2 separate regions of the Mus musculus genome follow, and region 2 is linked to region 1. Evidence: chromatin contacts called from public HiChIP or PLAC-seq data. All regions are on one chromosome and are shown on one strand. Each heading gives the region's core, a stretch centred on a gene start, on an enhancer-like site or on the middle of the called end of the contact. The rest is flanking DNA. Distances are from core to core; before and after follow the strand shown.

Region 1 (7,280 bases), core at 2,603-5,102:
TACATGTGTGAGTGTGTGTATGTGTGTGAGTGTGTATGCATGTATGTGTGTGTGCGTGTGTGTATGTGTATGAGTGTGTTTATGTGTGTGTACGTGTATGAGTGTGTGTATGTGTGTGTACATGTGTATGTGTGAGTGTGTGCATGTGTGTGTACATGTGTGTGTGCATGTGTGTGTATGTGTGTATATGTGTGAGTGTGTGAGTGTGTGTATGTGTGTGTGTGTGTGTGTGTGTGTGTGTAGAGCAGAGGACGACTTTCAGGATTCAGGTCTTGTCCACTATGTGAGTTCTGATCAAACTCAGGTTGTCAGGCTCTGTAGCAGGCACCTTTGCCTGCTGACCTCTCCCACCGGCCCTTATTTCAAATGTTTTATAAAGCAGTAATCAAATTAAGTTTCAGCACATAATTCATATGCCTACTAGAGCAATTATTTCTTCCATTTGTCTTACAGCTACCAGCAGGGGCAAAGAATGGCTTGCATTTTAAATGTAGTTGTATAATGGCTCTGAAAATCTTGCCTTTATGCAAAACAAATGTCAGGGGAACGGGCTCATCCATCCATTGCGTCCTGTTGGATTCCCCAGACCCCTGATGGTTTTGTCTGAAGGCTCAGCTCTTAGAAGTCCTGGGAGCCTCCCACAAGGAAATGTCCTTGCTTATCCTCAAACAGCCTGGCAATGATGACATGGTCTAGTCAGGGTGAGACCTGTCAGGGCCATGTGGCCTCTCTAGAGAAACAGAAGCTGAAGCCAATGGGTGGGAACGGTCCATTTTAATGGCGGGCGCTAGTCTGTGTCTGCTATAATCTCCAGGCCACTAAAACTAATGGGAGCTGTATTTAGATAATGAAATAGCCTGTGGCCAGATCAAACAGCAATGAAATTCATTAACTTCTCATCTAAAGAGGAGGAACAGCAAATTGAATTGCATATGCTAATGTTTTCAGAAGCAAAGCAGAATCAAACTGCAGGGGAAATGAGGTGTTTGAGATTTACCAGCCGAATGCCCATCTTCTTGTCACCTTCACATCCCACTCTGAGCCTGACCGTTGTGCTCAGTCGCAAGGGATCCCACAGATACTATAAAAAAAACCTTCATTGGGGAGTGAGGTGCTAGATCAGCCATGGTTGGCTCTCAGTCGCTCACGGGGGGGGGGGGGGGGGGAACGACGACAAAAAAAACAAAAAAAAACCCCAATGTCTTCCCACAGAGGAGGCTGCTGGATGAGTTTGTGGGCCTAACTTGAAGATGCCGTGTTTAGGTAACAGGGAGAATCGAGGAAGGACGTTTCCCAGCCTAGTCACCGGTTATCCAGGCACCCCCTATCTTTCACCAAGTGCCTACATCCTTGTGGTAAAGAACCCAACCCAGTAACTTTCCCTATGAAACCCAAACCCCAGCCAAGGCCACACTGGAGGCCAGGGGAGGGGCAGGATCCAATGAAGGGGACAGGCAGTCTCCGCGCCACTGGCCACACTGAGTCAGTCACTGTAAACATCACACACATTGCACAGGGTGGCACAGAGCCTAGCTGCCAGTTCTTTGAAGGCAGAAATGGTCAGAGAGCCACAGACTGAAGAAAGGAACACAGGCAGCGAACAACTCAAGAGAGGATCAAACAAGAGGAAAGAACCTACTGAACACTCGCCCCTGAGGTCTGTAGAGGGCTAAGGAAGAACGTCGGCTACTGTGCTGGAGCTCAGAGGTCACTCCTATCTGCCATTCATCTTGGCAGGTCTTGCTTCGTTCCAGGGAGCTCACGGTAACAAGAACACCACAGACTCTTTCAGATTCTGGTTCCTGACCCTTGAACACTATATAAATCACCCTCCGAGACGGAGCCAGCCTGTGCTGCTCTGCCACAGTGCAGCCTCTCAGTTGGCAAAGCTGGGTTCCTTACTGAACACACCATGTCACCCACTGAGTCTACCAAGAGTCCTGGCTCAAGTCTCAGCCCTACTGTGAGTGCCCCTAAGGACAGGGTCTAGTCTTGGATATACTCAGTTTGCCCTCACCCCTTGCTTCTATCAAGATGTAGTGGCCTTTTATAGCACACCCCAGATGTAATCTCTCTCCAGGGTAGACTTGGTAGGAATACAATTCATAAGAAGAGTTTTTACACTTTAGGATGATCCAGGCACTGGGCTGGGCTGAGAGTAAGCGGTGTGTTAAGAGCACTGACTGCTCTTCCAGAGGTCCTGAGTTCGATTCCCAGCAACCACATGGTCACTTTCAACTATCTGTCATGAGATCTGATGCCCTCTTCTGGTAAGATAGCTACATAGATAGCTACATAGATAGATAGATAGATAGATAGATAGATAGATAGATAGATAGATAGATAGATAGATAGATAGATAAACAAATACATACATAGATACATAGATAGCAGTTCAAATCCTAGTCCGGGAGGACCACAAAGGAGCCTAGAGGAAGCCCCTGGGCTCTGGAGCAAAGCAGTAAGGTGGGCTGACAAATGCTGGGCTCCTGCACCCCACTCCCTCAAGGTGTAGGTGTGCTGGAGCTAGGGGTGGCACTGGGCTGAGAAGGGAGCTCAGCTACCCCCTTGCTTTGTCTTCCCTCTAACTTTAGTTGATGAACATTCTCTGTGCCTGGTCCCTCCTAGCTCCGCTCTGTTCACCTGTGAAACACAGGCCTGATTTCGTTTGTCAGGCTGTGTTAAGACTGAGCGGACTAGCCTCCTAGGGACAAGAAGCTCTGAGTCCATGGGATCCTTCTGTGAGCGGAAATACTACGATCTTTTTCCTTCTTGATTTAAATAAAATTCTTATGTTTAAAAACTCTCCAGAAAGCAGCAAAGAGAGAGAGCGCACACAGCCTCTGGAACTCCCCCACCCCCACTACCCTAAATGTTAATATTTTACAACATCAGGCCACATGTTCAAAGTCAACAACAGCTTGGGTATGTCACTGCTGAAGGAGTCCACAGAGCATTGGCCTTCACTAGCTCCCTATGTCTTTCTTACATTTCAGGGTCCCCATTACCTTCACTTCCTAGGGTCTGTGACCATTTCTCAGACTTGCCGCGTTTGCTTTTGCGGGGGTGATCTTGACAGTTTTGAGGGATCCTGGGAAGACGTTTTAAAAATGTGCTTCAACTGGGCTTTTCCTATTTTTCTTGGGGACAGACTAGGACATAGACTTGGGGAAGACCACTGAGTCAAGCACCCTCTCATCCTATACAGCTTGCTCCTAACTGACTCAGAGGAAAGCAGCCTTGGCTAGTTAGTGGCTGTGAGGAGCTTTCAGGCGTCTCCCTCCCCCCCCCCCGCCCCCGCCCCCCGCCCCCCGCCCCCCGCCCCCGTAGCTGCAGAGAGAATATCTTGTGTGTTGTACGGATCCATCACCTGACGATTAAAAAGTTCTGTGACCTATAGGAAAGGGTAGACTCGAAGGTGGGACATCTGGGAAGCAGAAAGAATTCTGGGATAGAGTCAGGTACTGGAGATTCGCCCTGGAAGATGTGACAAGTTGGACGTACAGTGCCTAAGCACAGGTAACCAGCCACGTGGCAGAATGTAGGTTAAAGTAAATGGGTTATTTTAAGTTTTAAGTCTAGTCGGAAAAGAACCAAGCTGTATGGTCTAGGTATTCGTAAATACATTTTAAGTCTGAGTCTTATTCCTTGGAGCCTGGGGCTGGGAGGGAGAAACGGACCTAACTTTAGCAGGTAGCCCCTTGCACAGAGGGTAGCTCTCTGAGGCCAGGCATCCGGATCTTCCTTCATTTGCCTCAATGGAATCCTTTCTCCGGAGGGTTGCTGTCCCTGGGCCCTGTGGGCGGGGCGGAGCCCCGTGGGTGGGGCTGAGACACGTGGGCGGGGCGGAGTCTATGGGTGAAGCTGAGCCCTGTGGGAGGGGATGAGCCTGTGGGCGGGGCTTAAACATAGAGCAGCTTTGTTGGATATGCACTCGCTTCCCAAGGTCATGGTGAGTGTTCAATGGCTGCTGGAGAACTGAACCCGGGAGGCAACAGCATCACAGAGCAGTGCGTTCGTTCACCTTGCAAGGAGTGTATAATGTGAATAAGAAGTGGCCCTTCATTGGCGAGCCATGCAGGCCCTGTAGCTGCAGTTGTTGGCTAGCAGAACCAGATCCTTCTGGTCTGCTCTCCTAGTGGAAGGGCTGTGCTGTGCTGTGCTGTGCTGTGCTACGGCATGACTCTTTGTAATCTATAACAGAGGCGGGATGGGCAATCTGTGTGATGGATGCTCTGATGCATATGGCCTGAGACTTGAGCCAGAAGATGCTAGCCCCTGCCAGACTCCTCTAGTTATTTAAACCCACAGTCTCTCTTCTGCGACAGTTCAGATCTCTTTCCTTGTGGTGGTATGCTTCTATCTTGAGGATTCTAGCCCCTCGGTGACTCTAAGACTAGCTGTTCTATGAATTGATGCTCTGATTGTCACTGCCCAGAGTGACACACAATGTAGCAAATATCTAAAATGCCAGCACTCAGGCTGAGGCTGGAGGATTGTTTTGTAGCCAGTCCAAGCCATATAAAGAGACCATGTTTCAAAAAGAAAAGAAAAAAAGCTCACCTGTACATTCTCAAAGGTCCAACTCAGACATCTGTCTGGCCCACTGTGAGGAATCCTAATGTAGACCTTCCATTGTCTCTTCCTCTTTGGCCTAGATCTATGGCTCCACCCACATTCTATACCAGCTGGGTCTGCCCACAGCCTCCTTGGTCTACACCTGATCTTTTGCATCCAGGTCCCCATGACCAGTCCTTCCTTGTCATCCAGGGGTCCTCCTAGCACCGTCAGGATGGATCTGTTTTTTATACACACAGTTCCCTATATAAGGATGGCGCACTCAGGGTGTATCCCTTTTCTTCCTCAAGTGGTGAGTTTTCCTGTCTGGCTCAGCTCAAATCTTTTCTCATTTCTTTCCTATTCCTGTCAAAACAATCGTTCCCCCTTCCTTCTCCAGAGTCTTGCTCAAGAACCGTCTCTTATTCTCTGTAGTATCTGGGGTTTGCCATTGCAGATTCTATAGGTGGGGCTGTGTGGACACAGAAGTCTACCTCACAGTCCTGTGAGGACAGGTTGCTTTTCTTGCTTTGTCCTTACACGGTTGTCCCTCTGTGTGTGACTGTGTCCTGATTTCCTCCTACAAAGGCACCAGTGGGAATAGATTTGGGCCCGCCCTAATGACCTGATTTTAACTTTACTACTTAAAATTTCCAAACATGATCACATTCTGCGAGGCTAGGAGCTAAGATTCTAACGTACGAATTTGAGGGACACAAATTACTTTGTGACAGCTTCTATCCTTTCTCCTCACTCTCTTCCCTCCCTTGCTATAAAAACAGAAGTTGAGGCCTGTATTGTTATTATTATAAAGAACAGTGAGGATATGTTCTTTGTCCAAAGAGGACAGGTGAGCAGTCATTAGATTTTAAGACACCCCAAGGCACCTGCTGCGAGTCCTATATACATTGTGCTAGAAGCCACGCCTCTTGCGCGTGCTCGACTGGCCAGGAAGAACGACGCTGCAACAGGATCCTTCTGCACACGTTTATTGGGAGAGCTTGATTGTAGAGGTGAAAAGACCCTGAGCCCAGAACTGGTGCTGCTTTTATAGGCCTAGGAGAGGCGTGTCTCACACCCGGATTGGTTATGCACTAAGCCTCATTTGCATGTCTCACATCTGATTGGTTACTCTCTCAGTACCTTACAGAACCTCATTATCATACCTCATTTGCATGTCTCACATCTGATTGGTTATACTCTCAGTACCTTACAGAACCTCATTATCATGCCTGGGCCAGGCAGTGTCTTTGCAAAAAACTTTACTGCATATGTACACATTGGTTGTTTGTCCAATCTTATGCGTGGTGGCCAGCAGTAGTCAGTGCCACTCAGCAACGGCACATGTGGCTTCCCACACACGCCCAACTTCCTGTACCAGGGAGAAGTGGCTTCCTATGGGTGGACTTCTAGTCATCTGAATTTATAATGACTAGAACTGTGCCTCCCCCATATGATGGGTACACCTATAGTCCTAGTACTCAGAACACTGAGGCAGAAGGATTGCACAGATTTGAGGCCTGCCCTAGCTACATAGCAACTTGTTTAGGTCAAAAGTGAAGAAGAAAGAGAGAGGAGAAAAAAGGAAGAAAATAGAATCATGTGTGGCTGGAATGGATGACCAGCAAATACTGGTGAAACCAAACCCGAATAAGTTGATACTGTATTTTTTATTCTTGTAGGTATTTTCTCTCTAATGGACCTTGACATTAGACTTAATGTACAAAGGTCGGCAAATAAATTTTATTTTGCTTTTAAATCCATAAAAATATAAATGTATGACTCAAAAGAGGCAATGGCCTCGCATATTGGGGGAGGGTAACTTCTGTGATTTCTTCTGTTTAGAAGTTTCACACTTTCCCATTGCAATGCATCTAAAATTGTAACTGTGATGATGAGTTAATATGTTACATTTGACATGAGCCAAAAATAAAAATGAGCCTCATGCTCTGAAAATGATGAGCAAATTAGTTGAAATCTCATGAAGACTTGAAACAATGTTTTGTTTTTGTTTATATATATGCAAAATCTAATGTAACCAAGGCTGAACTCACCACATAGGCTGGCTTTACACTCTCTGACTCTCTTGCTTCCATTCCTCCAATGCTGGACTAGAGTGTGCTGCTTTTCTTAACTTTGAAAAAAAAGTTTGAGGAAGTAAAATGTGCTGAATCGGAAGAGACCACCTTGGGGTGGACAGATGCCTAGGTGGTTAAGGACAGAGGCTAAGGGACTGTCATGGTTTGAATATGCTTGGCCCAGGGAATGGCACTATTTGGAGGTGTGGCCTTGTTAGAATAGGTGTGGGCTTTAAGATCCTCATCCTAGTTGCCTGAAAGCCAGTATTCTGCTAGCAGCCTTCAGATGAAGATGTAGAACTCTCAGCTCCTCCTGCACCATGCCTGCCTGGTTGCTGCCACATTCCTGCCTTGATGATAATGGACTGAACCTCTGAACCTGTAAGCCAGCCCCAATTAAATGTTGTCCTTATAAGAGTTGCCTTGGTCATGGTGTCTTTTCACAGCAAAGAACTAAGGCAAAGACCCTCGCTCAGTTGTGAGCACCATGTTGAGCAGCTCTCAGTTGCACACATGGAAGACCAGCTCCAGGCAATCTGACACCCCCTTTTTCAAATTCTGTGGGCACCTGAACTCATGTCCACATACCCACACACTGAAACAGATGTGCACATAATTTAAAAGAATACAATTATTTCTTTTAAA
Region 2 (7,280 bases), core at 1,506-4,005, 95 kb before region 1:
CCACATGCAGGGACATATTAATGCACTCACACACGTGGCATATACTTGGCACAGGTACCCACACACCCCTTCTGTCGTGGGTGGGTTGGGAATGGGAGGAATTATGAACCCTTCACCTGTGTGCGATCACTCTGTGCTTTCAGCAGGTCTTTCAGTGTCTGATTGACAGGCCTCTAGTTTTCACTTCACAGAATGTCTCTCTGCTGTGAAAGTATGTATACTTCCAATGGCTCACGGCTTCCAGAACTCCAGTCACGAGCTCCACCAGTGGGGACCGAAAGGCAGCATGGTTCTCAAGGATTTTTTTTTTTTTTTTCCGAGACAGGGTTTCTCTGTGTAGCCCTGGCTTTCCTGGAACTCACTCTGAGACCAGGCTGGCCTCGAACTCAGAAATCCGCCTGCCTCTGCCTCCCAAATGCTGGAACTAAAGGTGTGTGCCACCTGGCTTCTCAAGGCTTTCTTATGCCTCACTGGCTTCTCTGGCTTTCCCCAGGCCTGGGTGGATCATTCAGAGCCATGACCTCAGAACATTTCTGACCAGCCTCATACACTGAGACCACCCTGCTGACAGGACCAGTGTCTGTAGCAGGTGGACTATGTGGGGTTGACTCTCCCTGTGAGCACAGCCTGCATCCTCAGGGATGTTCTTTACCCACTGGCTGGAGGCTTTGAGGACCTAGGGAGCAACTCTAGCCTCAGCCATGCCCTTAGCGCCCTCTCTGCCCTCAGCTTCTGTGTCTGGGCATTTCCCAGTGTCCGCTCAATGTTCTCGGGAGGAGCAAGTGGGCATTTGGGAAGGCGCTCAGCACTGGTGACAACCCAAAGTCGTCACCCACTAGTGAAATGTAGATTGTGACTAGCACGTAATTACATGGGGAGGGGGCAGAGGGAAATGCCCAGTGAGTAATTCAATCCTCAGAATCCACATTAAAAAAACAAACAAACAACAAAAACCAGGAGTGGGGGTCATGGGTTTGTAATCCCAGTGTTGTGGAAATGGAGATAGGAGAATTTTGGGGCTACCCTGTGAGCCATTATAGACTACTTGTCAAGTTCCGGGCCAGTGAGGAACCCTTGCTCAGAGAAACAAGGTGGTTGATGCCTGAAAAACAACAGCCACCATTGTCCTCTGGCCACACCCACATCTCCCCCTCACCTCATATCTACACCTACACACACACACACACACACCTGCACATGTACACACACACACCTGCACATGTACACACACACACACACACACCTGCACATGTACACACACACACACACACACACACACCTGTACATGTACACACATAGACACACACACACACACACACACACACACACACACACTTAGTAGATCTTGAGTATGAGGCTCTAAAATCCATATTGCTAACAGGAGATAGCTCTGAAAGCACACACACTCAAAATGTCTACGTCCTAGGGAAGCTCTCCTGGCAGGTAGACCCCCACACTTCATTCCTCGATGCACCCTAGGGAGCTGGCCTCAGGTAGGATTGAGGCTGTACTGATGGAGAAGAGGGAGGGACCTCTGCCAGGGCCCCACTGGGACCAGGACCTGTCGTCAATCAAGGTAAGCAGATGATGTTACCTGGACTGGCGACCTTTTGAAGATGACCTAGCTATAAGTAGCAGTGGAGGTGGTGTCCCTCGGAAGGAGGTTGTATTCTCTGCTTTCCGATGACCCCTGGGCTCTTTGAAAAGTGTTGCATAACAAGAACATTTGGGAAACAGTGTTATATACGTTCTCTTTAACCCTGCAGCCTCCATCCTGGCCTCCATCCTGGCTTTGAGTATGATCTACATTTGTACTTCCTGACCATCACTATGTGGCAAATTATCTCACAATACAGTGGCTGACACTGGCGCCACTCACAGTCCCTGTGGACCAGGCATCCGTGGGTAGGAATGGCCGGGTGGTCTGGAGAGCCCGGCTCCAGGTCTCTTGAGGTGCAGTGGATTAGAGGTGGCGGTTCCTGAGCTGCTTCTGTTGGACTGCAGCTGGCATTTGGAGGAGCTCAGTTTTCTGACAAGTGCCACATCGGAGTGGGATCTTGCACTATGGTGGAGACCCAGGGACAGGGTCTTTGATGGCTATCTGGAGGCCACACAGCCTTCAGTAGAATTCAGGGTGTATAGTAGATGTGCAAATGTAGAGTATACGTGGTGTGTGTGTGTGTGTGTGTGTGTGTGTGCAGGAACTGTGCAGCTCAGACTGCACTTTTCATTTTAGTGCAGCCACGCCCTTCTTGGTGTGCCCTCGCTGGCTGTCACTGGGCCCCAGTTTGGAGCTCCTTTCTTAGTCTCTGCCTGACCTTCTAGTTTCTTGGGCCATTTCTCCCCATGAAGCCTCTTTCTTAGCTTTTCCTTCACAAAGACTTTCAGTGGTCTAATCAGAAGGAAATGGCAGCTGGGACTAGGTGCCAGTTGCAGCAATTTTATGTCTCCGGGCTGAGGCTTTCTCTCCATGAACACAGCCTGCAGCCCTTTTGGAGAAGGTAGCTCTGTCTTGTGCAAACAGAATGGGCAAATCCGGCTTGGGATTTCCCCGAATTGGGAAAAGAAACAACAGAGTTTCCACGCCAAGTCAGATGAGCTATTGTCCCTCCTGAGAGGCCTTTCACCCTGTGCAGATCTGCTAAGAACTGAGCCCCTTTGCTGTGCTTTGGCCTTGGCTCAAGAAGCCTGTCCTGCCTGCTGTGTCCCAGCGCTGGCTGCCACTGGCTCCCCGCCTTCCCCCACCCCCAAGCTCTTACATTTCTGTTTACTGGATTCAGCTGCTGGCCCTTAGCCTGTCCTGGAGGCACTGTGAGGTAGCTGGGTCAATTGGTACCGGAAACTGTAACCTGGGCTGAATCAATCGATATCAGAAACTGTATGTAACCTGGGCTGATTTGCATCAGCGTGGAATGACAGAGAGGTAGGACAGACCCTGGTAACAAAGGACACACAGGTCCAGCCTCTGAATGTGGCCCGGGATTGAAACAATCAACAAGCTCACCCTGCAGCTTTGTACCTGCTCAAGTTGAGGTGATGTTCACCTGTAGCTGTCTGTCTTTCTGTCTAAATTTGACAGAAGCTAGAGACATTTGGGGAGCAGGAATCTCAACTGAGAAAAAACGCTCCCACCAGAAAAGGCTAGCTTGTATGCACTTTCTTGATCAACGATTGATGTGGAGGTCCCAGCTCATCATGGGCACCACCCCTGGGGTGCTGGTCCTAGGTGCTCTAAGAACTCAGACTGAACAAGCTATGAAGAGCAACCCTCCTCTGGTAGGCAGCACTCCTCCATTGCCTCTGCCTCACTCAGTTCTTGCCTCCAGATACCTGCCCTGAGTTTCTGCACTGATTTCCTTCAATGATGAACTGTGTTCTGTGGGGCCAGAGGAGCTGTGTGGAGCTGTGGGGAGCAGGCCTGGATCAAGAGTGGGGTCAAGGCATGTCCAAACTCTGGAAATCCTGTTTGGAGACCATCAGGAATCGGACTGTGTCCCCTTCCCCCGTCCCCTGCCCTGGGCCTGCATGTCCCTGTAGACTTATGCCCACAACTTTGCTCCACCAGGGGAGGTTAGGTAGTCTGGTAGCCAGGTTAAACTTCCTTTCCCCTTATAAGGTCATGTCCAGCAGAACCTGGAATTCCTCCTTATGCAAATGAGGTGTCCCTAGCACCCTGGCCCGGACCAATGATGTACATTCATCCCTCTACTCAGCCCAAAGGTTCAAATACCTATTGTTTCCCCCAATTATACAAGCTGATCACGGAGAAGTCAGTTTCTCAGTAGCCTGAAGTTTCCGACATCCCCCAGCTGAAAGCTGAAAGCTAAATAGACTCATCCCCGTGTTGACTTTGATCGATGGTATTTTATCACAACAGTAGAAACCCTAACTAAGATGTGTGGTGTGAATTCATTTCTGTCTGCCTGATTGTGTTACTTTCCAAAGACGTGAGTTGAAGGACTTCCCTGTGTGTTGGGAAGTGGGAGGCCCTGCCCCTCACAGAACAGGACCCAGGACCCCATCTTTACAGATGACATGTGGTCCTCATGTGTTCTTAGACCCCCTATTCCCACGTTTAGATCAAGGGCACAGATGGAATGGACCCAGGATGCCCCACTCTGCACAAGGTCACCAGTATAGCCCCAAGCTATCTGTCCTTTCCCAAAGGACATTGCCAGCACAAATGCCACTGGGATGACAGGACAGTTGACAGATGGAATATGGCTGGAGCTCTGTGCCCAGGTGAGGAAAGTGGGGGTGGGGGGAGAAGTACCAGGGGCCCGAGGTCACAACAAGGGAGGCACTGTGTGACTGGAGGCTATTCTGTAGGGCATAGATAAGGCTTCAGGAGAGCCCTTAGATGCCCTGTTTGAAAATTTCAGGAGTTTCTGGCAGAGCAAAGGCAGTCCCCTGAGGTGGCTGTGGCTGCTGAGGCAGAGTCCAGGGAGGGACCAAGGACAAAGAGGAGGGACCAGAGTCTACAGGCACCCCCTCAAGCCAAGAGCCATTCTGGCATGAGCCTGATTTCTGGAACATTAGGGGATCCGGACAGATGCGTGCTCTGCCCAAGAGCTTGAAATCCTTAGGCAACCTCTTCTGAGGACAGTGAGTGAACTGTCTCGTGGGACATGGTAGGGGTCCCCGTGCATCGCAGCCAGGCCTGGAGCTCCACCTAGAGAGAGAACATAGGTGTTGGCATACCCACCCTGGTCCAGATCTCCTTGGGACAAGGACAGAGGATGTCATGGTGACTTCACACACAAATAAATGGAGGTGTTGGGAGGGCAAGGCTCACAAAGTGTCTATCCCAAACAAGAGGCCCAGCCAGAGTCAGGTCATGCTGGTCCAACATCAGTGCTCATGATCAGCGGTGTGCACAGCTGTGTGAGCAGGGGCACAGAGTAGCCACATGGCTGCTGGTCAGCTCCTGACATGTCAGAGTGGCATCAAATCACTGGGTACAACAGCTGCAACATCTGGCACAACATCTGGCTGAATTATATCCCCCAGAACCCACACACCCAGTTCCTAGTTTTTAGGACATGAATGCTTGAGGACAGGGCCTTTGCAGAGGGGATACCAACAACCCGGGGTCCCCTGTGATGCAGCTGTTGTTAACAACTCCAAGGACTCCTTAGCTCAGGCCACAAGTGAGAACACGACACCATGGCTACCCAAGGTCCTAGAGCTCAAAATGAAAATCACCATGAACTGGAATGCCCAAAGTGGCTCTGCAGAGAGCACAGGGTGCTCCCCATAGCTGTCCCACTTTTTAAGGATTTTTTTTTTTTGAGAAAAGTCATCTATTGCTCTGATAGACAAACAAATATCCAATTTACTGGAATGTGTGTGTGTGTTTGTGTGTGTGTGTGTGTGTGGGGGGGTGTTTGGAATGAGAATGGCCCCCATTAGGCTGATATGTTTGACTACTTGGTCCCTAGCTGATGAAATGATTTGGGAAGGATTAGGAGGTGTGGCTTTGTTGGAGGAGGTGTGGCCTTGTTGGAGGAGGTGTGGCCTTGTTGGAGGAGGAGGTGTGGCCTTGTTGGAGGAGGTGTGTTACTGGGAGTGGGTTTTAAGATTTGAAAATACTTTCACAATTCCCAATTAGTTCTCTTTGTCTTGTGAGTTATCTCAAAGTGTAGGCTCTCTTGCTGGGTGCGGTGGTACACACCTTTAGCCCCAGTACTTGGGAGGCAGAGGTAGGCAGATCTCTGTGAGTCTGAGGCCAGTCTACTCTACATAGTGAATTCCAGGACAGCCAGAGCTACACAGTGAGACTCTGTCTACGTAAGCTCTCAGTGACTGTTCCAGTGCGGAGCACACCTGCCTGCCTGCGGTCATGTTCCCTGCCATGATGCTCTCAGACTCTCGCCCTCTGAAACTATAAACTCCAAATAAACCCTTTCTTCTGTCAGTTGCCTTGGTTATGTGTCTTACCACAGCAATAGAAACTTAACGTAAGACAAATTTCTCATCTCCCCCAGCATCCCAGTCTGCCTGGTTAAATGGGAGACTCTTTGATTTGTTCCAGACAGGGGCAGAATCTCCGCATGGACAAGAGAGCAGACGCTAACACCATCCCACCCAGAGGAGTTGGTGCTGTGCCTGAGAGCCTCAGGCAACATAGTGATCCTCCTCACCCTCACCTGAAGGAGCCAGGGTGGCTAAGTTGGGGACAGGCCATACTCTATAGCTCACCCCAAATGCAACGCAGCATCAAGTTTAGCTGAATCCTGTTCCAGAAGAGCTGGCCATCGCCGCTGCTCACCGCCCATTTTCTGACATCACCATGCAGTAATGGCAGCAGAGCAGTGTGGAACAAGTCTGTGGCAAGGAGACATCCCAGCCCCTCCCTCTGCGTGCAGATTTCCACCTCCCCGGCTCAAGCTTCGGCCGCCATCAGGAGTTTTAAGGCTGCCTTAATGAATAAAAGATAAAGGCTTGGAAATGTGTAGGTTGTAGATATTTAGCCGCCCTTTGTATGTCAAAGATCCTTCCCGGGTAATCCAATCTGAAAACAGCTGCTCCAGGCACATCTGCTAGCGATAAGGCTGAGACTCCAGTGGATGAGGAGAAGTTAGGCTGTTAAGTGAGCCAGATGACAGACTGACGGCCGTGACGGGGAGGAGCCCTCAGCTGCTGCAGGTGAGGCTGCGCAGAAGTCACAAGCAGGTGGGAGGCTGTGAACCCTCATCAGACTGGATGAGTGGATTTCCTCCGGGGTGTCCTAGCAGAGGATGTCAGGGGCCTTCTTCCACAACGCAGTACTCTGTCACAGCCCCCACAGCTCCACAGGAAGGCCACTGGCGTCTAATAAAGCTTTCAATGGCGTCTAATAAAGCTTTCAATGGCGTCTGAGGCGGTGGCTCCACTCCAGGCTGTCTCTGCATCTCTGAGGGAGATGCTGGTGGGATGGGAGGGTGAGACTGGACTGGGAGAACCTCATAGCTTGTTTCTTTCTAGAGCTGTGGGCAGCATGGCCAGCCTTAGGCCTGAGTAACTGGTCACACCTAACCCCTCTAGCCAGTCCCTTAACTACCCCAGGGCTTCTCTAGTGACTGTCAGCCAGTGAGGCCTTGGCTGGGTGTCATCTCCTACCAGCTCACTCTGCATCTTTTGCTAAGCAGGCACCGCCTGGTGGCTTTGCGTTTATGCTAATCAGCATTCTCTCCCCCCCCCCCCCCCCAGCTCTTCTGATTCTTTCAGGTTTGGAGTCTGGGCAGGTGGCAGCTTCTGTACCTGTCAGTACCCAGCATATAGCAGAGGTCCTAGAATGG

The links. HiChIP or PLAC-seq counts read pairs in DNA pulled down with a chosen protein or histone mark.
Region 2: a contact with region 1 is called in an H3K27ac HiChIP or PLAC-seq map of hepatocytes, with 3 times the contacts expected there. The contact joins two enhancer-like sites. A contact is called at or near these places in 1 of 15 datasets of contacts at CTCF or cohesin (the NIH/3T3 cell line), 7 of 484 Hi-C or Micro-C datasets (the G1E-ER4 cell line, the N1E-115 cell line, bone marrow-derived macrophages and 3 more), 16 of 115 datasets of contacts at active chromatin or transcription factors (embryonic basal ganglia, embryonic forebrain, embryonic hindbrain and 7 more) and 1 of 9 other capture datasets (embryonic stem cells).

What each region holds. Positions count from the first base shown.
Region 1 is chr8:123,679,148-123,686,427 of GRCm38.p6, reverse strand. No RefSeq gene overlaps it. Among named protein-coding and RNA genes, the nearest start is that of Gm35995, 14 kb to the left of the region's middle. Within about 2 kb of position 3,852, at least 49 of the 459 cell types and tissues checked have an H3K27ac peak or open chromatin away from gene starts, as enhancers often do. A contact at or near this core is called in hepatocytes, where this site is marked.
Region 2 is chr8:123,772,941-123,780,220 of GRCm38.p6, reverse strand. It overlaps Gm36188 (a long non-coding RNA gene), which reads left to right. Exons shown (of 3, transcript XR_003947606.1): 3 at 6,039-6,451. Among named protein-coding and RNA genes, the nearest start is that of Gm36188, 14 kb to the left of the region's middle. Within about 2 kb of position 2,755, at least 44 of the 459 cell types and tissues checked have an H3K27ac peak or open chromatin away from gene starts, as enhancers often do. A contact at or near this core is called in hepatocytes, where this site is marked.